2 separate regions of the Rattus norvegicus genome follow, and region 1 is linked to region 2. A link is a contact called in public Hi-C data. All regions are on one chromosome and are shown on one strand. Each heading gives the region's core, a stretch centred on a gene start, on an enhancer-like site or on the middle of the called end of the contact. The rest is flanking DNA. Distances are from core to core; before and after follow the strand shown.

What was found. Hi-C and Micro-C count contacts between places; a contact is called where the count stands out from the background.
Region 1: a Hi-C map of Schwann cells shows a contact between it and region 2, with 5 times the contacts expected there. The contact joins the promoter of Zc3h8 here to the promoter of Mertk in region 2. A contact is called at or near these places in 6 of 12 Hi-C or Micro-C datasets (Schwann cells, frontal cortex, hepatocytes and 3 more).

What each region holds. Positions count from the first base shown.
Region 1 is chr3:136,643,525-136,649,150 of GRCr8, reverse strand. It overlaps Zc3h8 (zinc finger CCCH type containing 8), which reads left to right and starts at 2,199. Exons shown (of 9, transcript NM_001012090.1): 1 at 2,199-2,353; 2 at 5,156-5,249. The coding sequence starts at 2,277. Mthfd1-ps1 (methylenetetrahydrofolate dehydrogenase, cyclohydrolase and formyltetrahydrofolate synthetase 1, pseudogene 1) reads right to left here and starts at 220. Exons shown (of 4, transcript XM_063284988.1): 1 at 1-220. The coding sequence starts at 119.
Region 2 is chr3:136,388,767-136,394,476 of GRCr8, reverse strand. Mertk (MER proto-oncogene, tyrosine kinase) reads right to left here and starts at 1,903. Exons shown (of 19, transcript NM_022943.1): 1 at 1,807-1,903. The coding sequence starts at 1,864.

The DNA.
Region 1 (5,626 bases), core at 950-3,449, 250 kb before region 2:
ATTGCCAGGCCAGGGGTGAAGCCAGGTACCTGCTCCTGCATCTGAGTAAACTGGGTCTTCAGTAGATTCCTGATTTGCGCGGAGACCACTTTTCCGTTCAGGATTCCCGCTGGTGCCATGGCCTTAGCTAGTCTGCGACCCACGAAGAACACCAGCAAAATTCAGGTTCCAGTCCCTCCGTGCGCGTACCGGACAGCACAACCCACGTGCTCAGGGATCTCCCGGGGAAACTCAGTGCGCCTGCGTCGCGCTCCCAGCAGCGAAGGTGCGCAGGTGACCTGAATGACATCGTGACCCGCTGACAGCGGAGGCAGGAGAGGCTGAGGGAGCCGGTGGGCCCAGGCAGCAAGAAGACTGTCACCAAAGACTGGTTGGCGGCTGTGACTCTATTTTTATTTTTTTGAGACAGGGTCTCTAGATAGCTCTGGCTGTCCTGAAACTCACTAAGTGTAAGCTCCTTCAGACACATGTAGCCAGGCCCCTCCCCTGAGGACCTCCAACCACCAGGTTCCACCCACAGAACACCTTAACTGCTCTAACAAAGGGACCCAGTGCCCCCCACAACCCCCCTACAGACTAAAATGCCCAAGCTCTGGACTAGAAGTCCCACCACTCTTTACCCTGGTAATCTCCACTCTGGAAGGAAAGCTCTTGCTCCCCCCACCCCCACCCCACTAGAAATTATATAAACCCAGTCTTCTGCTCAGGTCTCTGCTACTTCTCACCCAAGCAGAGGCAGCCCATTTTCCTGGGGTTTTTCTCTCTCAATAAATCTTGTCTAAGGTTTGTTGTGCAGTGTGACGTTATAGTGTTCCTTGGCTCTGGACTGACAGGATATCTTTCCCCCAGAGATGTAACACACTAAGACCAAGGTATTTTGTTTTTAAAATCACATTTATTTTATTTATGGCAAGTATGCGGTAGTCAGATGACAATTCTTTGAGAGTTGGTGCTCTCTATCCTGTGGGTTTGAGTGATCACATTCAGGCCATCAGGTAGGCTTGGCAGCGAGCATCTTCACCACCAAGCCATCTCTCCAGCCCAAATTCTAGCCTCCCCCCCCTCTTTTGTCTGAAAAGGTCTGTATGGAATAATTGTATGATCTAGTATTTTCCTCCAAAGAAGGAATAGTATTAGTTTTTACCTCTTAATTTTCTCTCATGTTATTATTCAAGTGCAAAAAAAAAAAAAAAAAAAAAAAGAGACTGTCCATCCATATAACGGGGTGGTGGTGTAGAATTGCCTTCTGGAAGAGGTCTGACCTCAAATAATTTTCTTCATTTGTCTTTGGGGTGAACCATGACTCACATTAGGACACAAACAATCCCTTCAGTTACAGTGGAGTCAGGCTTTCTGTCCTGGCCCAGAACATAGTTTTAAGTTTTTCTTCTGTTTATTTCCATGAAATAATCTCCTGCTTTCCAAACGTCATCTATTTTCCGGTCTTTACAATTCTCCTTAGGACACCTCTGGAAATCATCCTCAAGACTGAGAGCTCACCCCTTTCAAGCCTTCCCAAACAGCTTGTGTCCTATTAGTCTTAATACATAGTCTCAATACATAGCACTTTCTAGTGAAATTGCCTGCTTTAAATATATTTATGTGTTTACTTTTGTAGAGACCATTTTGGTTTGTTTTTGTGCAATTAACTTTGCTTATCTGTCAAAATCTTAAAGGGGATGGAAGAGAAATATGGCTCAAAAGTTAAAAGAAAACTTACAGGTCTTGAGTTCGGTTCCTAACACTCAGATTAGGTGAGTCACCACAATAACTGGTCTTCGCGGGCATATACTCTCTCTCTCTCTCTCTCTCTCTCTCTCTCTCTCTCTCTCTCTCTCTCTCTCTCTCTCTCTCTCTCTCTCTCTCCTCCCTCCTCTCTCTCCCTCTCTCTCTCTCTCTCACACACACACACACACACACACACACACACACACACACACACACACACACACACACACAAAACACAGCTTTAAAAAAAGAATTATTTTTTATTTTTTAAGGGTATTCGATCGCTGCGCAAAGGTACGCAAACCGGCATGGCAAGTACAGAGAGTTGCGCGTGCGCAGCGCAGGCACTGAAAGAGCCCCAGTGAGAACTGAGCACGCGTGGTAGGGCAGGCCAGGTCTTGCGCAGAGTTGCGCCCAAGCAGTTGAAGCGCGTGCGCATACGCGGGGCGGAGCGTGCGGCCCTTGGCTCACTCTAGGTTCCTTAGCCCCGGCTCCGGTGGTTGTTCAGTACCTGCTCGGCGCGGAGAGGGACGGTCCCTGTCTGAGTTATGGATTTTGAAAATCTTTTTTCAAAGCCCCCCAATCCGGCCCTCGGCAAAAAACCGGCCGCCGACCCTGAGGAAAGGTGATCCACACGTCCGGTCCTTTGCAGGGCCACCGCCTGGCCTCCGCCCCCTTGCTCCTAGGACTCCGCGAGCCAAGGCTGGCGCGTGGTCCTAGACCGGAGCGGAGAGGTCGGGAGGGGAAGTGGGGTGGAAGTCGGAGTAGGGACTGCGGGTGAGGGCAGTGGCGGGGCGGCGGGAGGAGGCCCCGGCCTCTGTGAATCTGCCCCCCAGGGGCCGGCTGCTCCCGTTGCACGTGCTTAACGTGTTTGCTGTCACTCACCTCTGAGGCCACTTTGCGGGCACCCCTGGTTCTTGAGAGTTGATAGATAGAGTGCCCTGCCAGTGATCCTGAACCAGAAATCCCAGAATAAAGCAGCAAGCACCATTTCGGCTTAGTATTTCAGTTAAATTGGAAAGGCATGTTGTTATCATGTTTAGTACAGAGTGCAGGATTTCTGTGCAGATACCCATTCACTTTTTAAGTTTTTTGAGTTGATAGTGCCTTCAAATCCCATCTCTCCTAAATCGTTGTCTTGTATGTTCTCTCATCCCTCAGTGGAACACTTGACAAATACTTCACGAAGGGTTTTTTTTTTTTTTTTCCCCACCCTCATTAAGAGATACATTTCCAGTGTTGGGCTGGGCCTGTTAATCTCTGCATTTGAAAGGCTGAGGCAGGCAGATCTCGGGAGTCTGGGACCAGCTTGGTCTACATAGCAAGCTCCAAGCTCAGCCTCAAACACTTCAGTGGGAACTATTACCCTAGCTGGGCTACCATCAAGAGCGTTACTGTGTATTTAGTGTGAAACTTTTAGTCTTCACATCAACCTTAAGAAAGTGATGTTCTCGTTTTACAGATGGGAAAATTGAGGCCTAGTCACCTTTCCAGACTGTGCAGTGAGTGGCAGACCTAGGATTCAGGTGCTCAGGTTACCTCATTACCTATGAATTCATCACCCATCTTCCAAAGCAGAATTACTCATGGAAATTAAGTCGTATTGACACTGTGAAGAAATGGACACTAAGTACTTGCAGATGATAACACGTAAGATCAGCAAGAGAAATGAATTGAAATTTTGAAAACTTGAGTGAGGAGTTAGGAAGTATTGTGGAATAATAAGAATAGTGTTGTAAAGAAGATAGTTAAAGAAAAGTCTTATCTGAAAGGTGGTTTTGATGGTGGGTATCCAGGTAAATCAGTAGAATGGGAAGTTAGCTGGTTGTTCAGGGCAGGGAGGTTAGGATATTGGAATTAGCTGTATACAGATGATATTAGAAGCCAGAAGATTGAAAGGCATCACTGAGAATGAACATATAGAAAAGAGGAAGACGAGGGCTGGCTTTGTTGAGAGCTACAGAGATGAAGAGCCAACCAAGGTGATTAAGAAATAGCAACAGGGCATGGTGGCACACTCTAATCCCAGAACTGGGGTGGCAGAAGCTGGTGGATCTCTGAGTTCAAGGCCAGCCTGGTCTACATTGTGTAAAGACCCTGTCTTTTAAAAAAAAGTATCAGCAACAGGAAAAAAAGAAACAGGAGAGAGTTCAGTGTTGCTGCAGCTGGCTTACTGGCTTCTGGGTAGGCCATGGAATAGGACTGAGGGTCATGGTTCCTAATGGAAGCAGAGGGGACAGTAGAACGACAGCCTGTGGTTTCAGGCACAGTTCTCCTTACGGATACTTTGTATCCTTTCATCTATCCCTTCATTTTGAACTCTGCTATAACAGTGGTTTTCAACCTTCCTAATGCTGGGAACCTTTAATACAGTTCCTCATGTTGTGGTGACCCTCCAATCATAACATTTTTGTTGCTATGTCATGGCTGTAATTTTGCTGCTGTTATGAATTCTAAGGTAAATTTTTTATATGCAACCCCTATGAAAGGGTTGTTCAACCCCTGCTCCCTCCTCCAAAGGTGTAGACCCACAGGTCGAGAGCCAGTGTGCTAGAATATGCTCAGGAATTCCCTCACACAGTATCTACCCACAGTCAACCTCTCATGCCTGAGCTCTTCATCTTCATGTTTGGGTTTGTCTCCTAACCTCTGAAGGCATCCTGCATTGCACCTGGCATACCCTTCTCTTTTACACTCCTCCTCCATATCTTTTCTGTTTAGAAAGCCCCAAATCTAACTTAAGTGTTCCTTATATGTGTACCTGTATTACTTTTCTCCCAAGAAGATAGAGGCTCTCAGAAGGCAGGGAGACAGCTTGTCCTTTCCCTTGTTGTACCTCATGACATGAGGCCACAGCCTGACGTGAATGTTTGGTATGTATTGAGTGACTAGACTGAAGAATGACTGGTGATTTAACGTACAAACTACTTAAGCATTAAGATTTTATAATACAAAGTTTCAGTTTTACAGTATATTCACATACATATCAACATTTTTTTGGTTAACATCATCATCATTGTTATTTTGAGACAGAGTCTCACTGTGTAGCCCTGGCTGGCTTGCTATGTTATACTATGCTATACTGGCCTGGAAGCCACAGAGACCCACTGGCCTCTGCCTCCTGAGTGTTGGGATTACAGGACCGCAGCATGATACCTGGCCTACGTTGCTGTTTTTATTAATGTTGTTATAGAGTATTTAAGAGTAGACTTCAAATTTCAGATTTAAGACAGACCTAAGCAATGAATTTTTTTTCTTTTTTTTTTTTTTTTTCGGAGCTGGGGACCGAACCCAGGGCCTTGTGCTTGCAAGGCAAGCGCTCTATCACTGAGCTAAGTCCCCAGCCCACCCCCCCCCTTTTTTTTAAAGCGATGAATTTTAATGCTGTGCAATAAACCCTTTTGTGTCATTTGCTCATTTGCTGCAGAATTGATGAGACAGATGGTACTGAAGTTGAAGAGGCACAGACAGAGAACGTCAAACGGAAAGTAAAACGGGACTGTGAACCAATTCCCAAGAAGGTAAGACTTGGCTGACGTGTTGATGGCTCTGGGTGGCTGTGCGAGCATGAGGGATCTGGTTGTCTCATCATGTTCAGCATTCAGGGCCCAGTTACTTAGTCAGGGAAACTCAGTCATCTCTCAGTAACTTTCTTGCTTTTCCCTTGAACTCCCCTCACCATCAGATGGAGAATGCCAGGATTGTAACAAGATGGCTTTCCCCTTTCCTGAAAAGGACTATAAACGCTTTTCAGAAAGCTTCTTTCCTGTCAACTTAGATGTAAAATTTATGGTCTGACTGACTAACTCAACCAGCTATAGTATTACTGATTGAAAACCCAGATTACTGTGTTGGGGCTGCTGTACCAGGACACAACATGGCAGTAAGAACAACACAG
Region 2 (5,710 bases), core at 654-3,153:
TTATTCATTCAAATAAACCCACTTACTTCCAAAAGGCAAGAGGAGTCACTATAAAAAAAAATGGCCGTGGGGTTGGGGATTTGGCTCAGTGGTAGAGCGCTTGCCTAGGAAGCACAAGGTCCTGGGTTCAATCCCCAGCCCCGAAAAAAAGAAAAGGAAAAAAAAATGGCCGTAAGCAATACAACCACTTAGAGTTCTTGGGAAAATGTTTATAATAAGTTGGAATATCTGTTTTTGCTGTCAGTTTAAGAAATTGACCATTTAAAAAGCCCAGTTTGTTCTCAGGGTTCACACATATTAGTCACAGACTAAGTCACCAGACAGGCTTCACTTCTACACACTTTCAAACTTCTCCTTCATCCTTTTCCCCTCCCTGGCCCTCCCTAGGCACACATGAATGCCCCTTATACTGCTCTGTGCCCACCCCCACCCCTCCGCCCTGTGAATCAGGGCCTGAGCAGAGAGGAAGGCTTGGAACATGTTTCCCAGCATCTCCAATTCAGGTAGAAGAAAACTGAGAAACTCTTTCTCAGAAAGCATTTTAAGCCTTTCTCTATGGCTGTCTAAGTCTGTTAGCTACAGAACTCCATCAAATGTTTTCTAAACTTAGAAAATAAAGCACAGATATTAAATTATCAAATAAAAGCGTTGGTTCCTGTCACTCTTCCCTTGCCTACCACACTCACAGCCTCCAAAACGATGTATGGCCTGCCAGCACTAGTAGCAAAAGTACCCGCGACTTGCAGCGGATTATTAAGAGTAGACCTGGCAGAAAGGCTGAGGAATTTTTGAAGGTTTCGTAATGGAGAAGAGAGCAGTCTCGGTTCTTTGCTCATTTTTGGTTCTTGATGTTTGTTGCAATATTGTCATGTTGCCTCAAACTACAAATTGCTTATTTGGTTTAATGTGCAAGGAAAGAATTGTTTCAAAAAATGTGGAAAAACAAACCGAACTTTCCGGGTAGTCTTAAAAGGCAAACTTCAGTCAACCCGATTCAAGATCAAAGAGACAAAACCACATTCCGAATAGAAACAGATCTTTTAGGGCAGGGGCAATACCTGAAATGTGCTTGCTTACAGTAGTACTCTTCCAACCCTTCCCACTTCTATTTCTTTTCCGAAAAGCCTAGTTTGTATTTTCCCAGCTTCTTCACGAAGTACCTCAGTGTCATCTGTTGGAGGAACCTGCCATACTTGTTTGCGCTAATCAATCCAGCATGTCAAATTGAACCGCTTGTGAGAACACTTAAGGTCCGAGGTGAACGTAGACGCTACCCAAACAAAACAGATTCCGCTCCACAGTAATAATAGTGAAGCACCGTATAGCACCTCCCCCCTGCTTCTTTCAGGCTTCTTACACTCGCAGAGTGTCCCCGCAGAGGAGGGCCAACACAATGTTCATCAGAGCCCAGGGGAGAAGTCAGAACCAGTCTTTCCCTGGCACCTAGCCTCCGTGCAACGCCACGCGCGAACGGCAGTAACCAACTCTTGCAGCTACTTACCGGTTCGCGGTGTGGAATTACCTAGGAATCCTCGGTCTGTGACTCGCAGAACTCCCGCCAAAGTACGGCCAGGCCAGATAGTGTTGAGGGTAAAGTTCTCGGTGCATGCCACGCCAGACCTGAGCTGCTTTTCTTACAGGCTCAAAGTTGGGTGCTCTCAGAGCGCCCGTGGTAATGGGAAGCTCTGGGTGCCCACCGGTTCCACTAAGACGAGCACCCCAGGACCTGGCTAGGGATCCCCCAGAACCCTCGACGGCTTGCTGGAATGAGCAGCAGCTCCGCGAGACCCCGCAGCCCTCACTCACCTCCATTCCAGAGTGCGGATAGCAGCAGCAGCCCCAGCAGTAGTGGGGCCAGAACCATCGCGGGGCCGCGGATCTGGCAGTTCTCTCCGGACAAATGCACGGACACACCAACGTCCCAAACTCGTAGGTCGCCGTCCCAAACTCGCCGGTAACCGAGCGCGCCAGGGGAGCGCCTCAGTCCCGGCCGCCCGGGTAGCAGGCGCCGGAGTGGCAGCGCCGAGTTAGGGATCGGGGGCGTCTTAAGTTGGAAGAGGCGGGGCCAGGGCTTAGGCCTGGGAGGGGCCAGCAGGTTGGAGTGGACAGGGGCGGGTAGGGGGAAGGGCAAAGAGAGCTGAGAAGGAGGGAACTGGAGGAGAGGGCGGGCAGGGGAGGATCCAAGGCCAGGGCCCTAGGGAGGGTGGAGGGGCGGGGCAGAGGTGAATGGAACTTGGGCCAACTCCAGCAGGTTACCCCCCGGCCTGAGTGTGTCGGAAGAGTGGAAGGGAGGTACTGGAGGAGAAGGAAAAGAAGATGGAATAGAGCTAGGGAGGGCGACCATCTTGAGCTAAAAGGATTGAGAGATGGAGAGGAAGGGGAGGGGGCTAAGAAAGAGAATGATCGGGAGGAGGGTCTCTGGCAACTCCGCAACATCGGAGTCTCACTCTGTATGGGTAGGTGGGAGGGCTTGGAAAGGGTAGAGGGAGACTTTGGTAGAGGGCGCTGATGCAGCTCCAAGACCTTTGAGGGTTAGTGGGTCCAGCTGCCTTGGAGGGGCAGCGATTCTGCAGTCCAAGCTCTACTGGCCTGAGAGGTCCTGGCAGCTGCACTCCAGAGGCTGTGGCCACCGTGGCAGCACACACTGCGGTGCCGGGAATTCCTCCTGGCTACTGAATCGGAGTGCAAGAGCGGACCCTGGCGTCAGGTTCTTGCAGCCACCACTGGAGAGGTTAGTTCAGGGAGCACTAAGCCGAGTCTTATAAGGAGGGAGTTTGGAACAGGGATGGAAGAAACAGTGCTTGTAGCGGGAAAGGGTGGAAGGTCCAAGACAGCAGCATCAGATTGTGAATTCTGTTGTGAATTTCAAAGAAACGGAAGGTGCTTTTTCTAGCAATCAAACAAATACTTTAAATTGTGTATGAGGCTTTCTTAAAGGAAATAGAATTATTTGTTTTCTTTGGAGATAAGATCACATTAGGGCCTAGAGTAAATAGCCCCGATGAATTTAAAGTATTTATTACTGAAACTAAGGACAGACACAAGCACTGTGATGCCTACAGTCATCTCCTTGCATCTCTAGCCCTGCAGAAGGACATCAAACCAGAAGGGCAGGATTAAACAGACCCTTGATTGCTGATTGATATGAAAGAGCCCAGTTTACTGTGGATGGTGCCTGGGTAGGTAATCCCGGGATGTATAAGAAAGCAAACTGACCAAGCCAAGGGAGCAAGGCAGTAAACAGAGTTCCTCTATGGCTCCTGCTTAAGTTCTTGCCTCCAGGTTCCTCCCTTGAATTCCTCTGGCTTTCCTTCATGATGCATTCCAATTGTAAGCTGAAACAAACTATTTTCTCCCTAAATTGCTTTTGGTCATCACAGCAATAGACATCTACTTAGGACAGAAAGGGTCTTGCTATGTTACCCAGGCTGGACTTGAATTTGAATATCTGGTTATGCAAACACTCCAGCTTTCTTAGTAACTAGAACTACATGTGCGTGTGCGTGTGCGTGTGCGTGTGCGTGTGCGAGTGTGTGTGCGTGCGTGCGTGCCTGTGTGTGTGTGTGTGTGTGTGTGTGTGTGTGTGTGTCACTATGTCCACTATGTCTTGCTTAAATCTCAGCTTTCTTTTTTTCTTTTAAAGGCAAGGTCTAACTATTTAGCCCTAGCTGGCATGGAATTCACTACGCAAACCAGACTGGTCTCAAATTCAGAGATCCATCTGCTCTGTCTTCCATGTGTTAGATAGAATTAAAGGTGTGTGCCACCATGTTCAGGACAGATGTGACTTTTTTCCTCTTTGGATAATTTCTTTAGCTGCATTGTGTATGGGTGTTTTGACTGCATGCATGTGTGTGCCGGTTACCCATGGAAGTCTGAAGTGGGTGTTGGATCTCCTGGAATGTAGTTATAGAGAGTTGCAAGCCACCAGATGGGCACCATGAATTGAAAATTGGTCCACTGCAAGAGGAACAAGTGCTCTTAACCACTGAGCCAACTTTCCAGCCTCAGATCTGTCTGTTAATGGGGTCTCCCTTGTAGAGTACTGTTTTATAGGTCACCCTAAATGTAGTAAGGATGAAGCATTGGCCATTTTATTAGATTCACAGATTCGGACAGAGGAAATGGATTATCTTTTCTCTGTGGCCTCTGTCTGTGACCTTCAAGTGGCTAGCACCTGGAGTGACCCCAGTGGGAAAGGACCCGAGAGTCTGTGGCCTGGCTTTGCACATCAGCATTATTGGAAGACAGCCATCACAGGCAATATTATCTCTGTCGTTTTTGTGCTGAAGTGGCAGGGCTGAGTAGTAGTAACAGAGATTAAATGGTTCACAAAGCCATATAATCCAGCCCTTTACATAGTCAGCCAAGCCCTGGACTAAAGGTTAGTTCATTTACATAGCTGCTGCCTGCACTGGCATGATTTGGAGACAAGGGCTTTGGACCAAAGGATCTAGACAAGCTTAGAGGAAGTCAGTCGGGCATGGGAGCTCAGAGCTCCAAGAGTGAGCAATCCAGTGACCAAGGTAGACGCTGCTGTGTGCTGCTGAGTGATGGAGCCAGAAGTCAAGTGGCTCTCAGAGTGAAAGCAATGCCAAGCCACACTTGAAGCCACACACCATAAACTCTTCATGAGAGATGTGTCAAAGAGCTTGCAGTTATGTTTGCAAACCTCCACAGCATGCAGACCTAAAACATAAGCTGCATGCCGACCTATAGTATCGCTTACTGTATGCCCAAATGAAATTGTAATTTTTTGACTGCTTTTCTTGTTACCAAGCTACTCGGAGAGAAATGTGAGACAAAATAGAATCAGACTCTATTTTCCATACCTGTTTCCATGTTTGTAGAATGCCCCGTGTACAGCATTTATGCAATTTCAGAGGCCAACAATGTCCTAGAACCCATGACTCAATGACACTACATAGCCCAGAGCCTTAGATCTACTGTTGTTTTTCCGTTGTTATTGTTGTTTGTTTTGTTTTGTTTTTCTTTTTGGTTTTTCAGGAAAGCATTTTTCTGTGCAGATCTGGCTGTTCTGGAACTGGCTTTGTAGACCAGGCTGGCCTCAAACTCAGAGATCTACCTGCCCCTGCCTCCCGAGTGCTGCGATTAAAGGCATACATCACCACCGAACAGCTAGATCTACTGCTTATTAACTAACCAAAGGAGGGATTATCCAGGCCTGTAGTATTATTTATCCAGGGCCAGAGAGGATAATTTCTACTGATTCAGTAGTATAGCTGCCTATAACCAACATAAAGTGTGAGCGTGATCTAGGTATCAAACATGTTTAATACATCAGTGACTGGCTGAAGACTCTCAAAGGCCCCAATTGTGCCAGACCATTCATGAAAGGTTAAGATTCTTCAATGGATGCCACCCCTCCCCTTCTTTGAGATAAGCCATTCGTGCATCTTAAATTTCATTCAAATTTGCTTTATAGCTGAGGACGACCTTGCACTTCAGGTCCCTGTGCCTCACTTCTCTAGTGCCGGGATTACAGATGTGTGCCACTCTACTTGGCTTTGTGTGGAGCTGAGGATCAAACCCAGGGCTTGTTGTGCTTGTGTGGCAAGTACTCTGAGGTACATCCCCAGCCCCATGACGTCATGCTAAACCCAAATCCTGCTCCGTAGCCTCCTAACCACTGTCTCCTGCACTTTTCAGTATTGTTCTTAGTCGGGACCTATAATTTACTCCTGCTTCT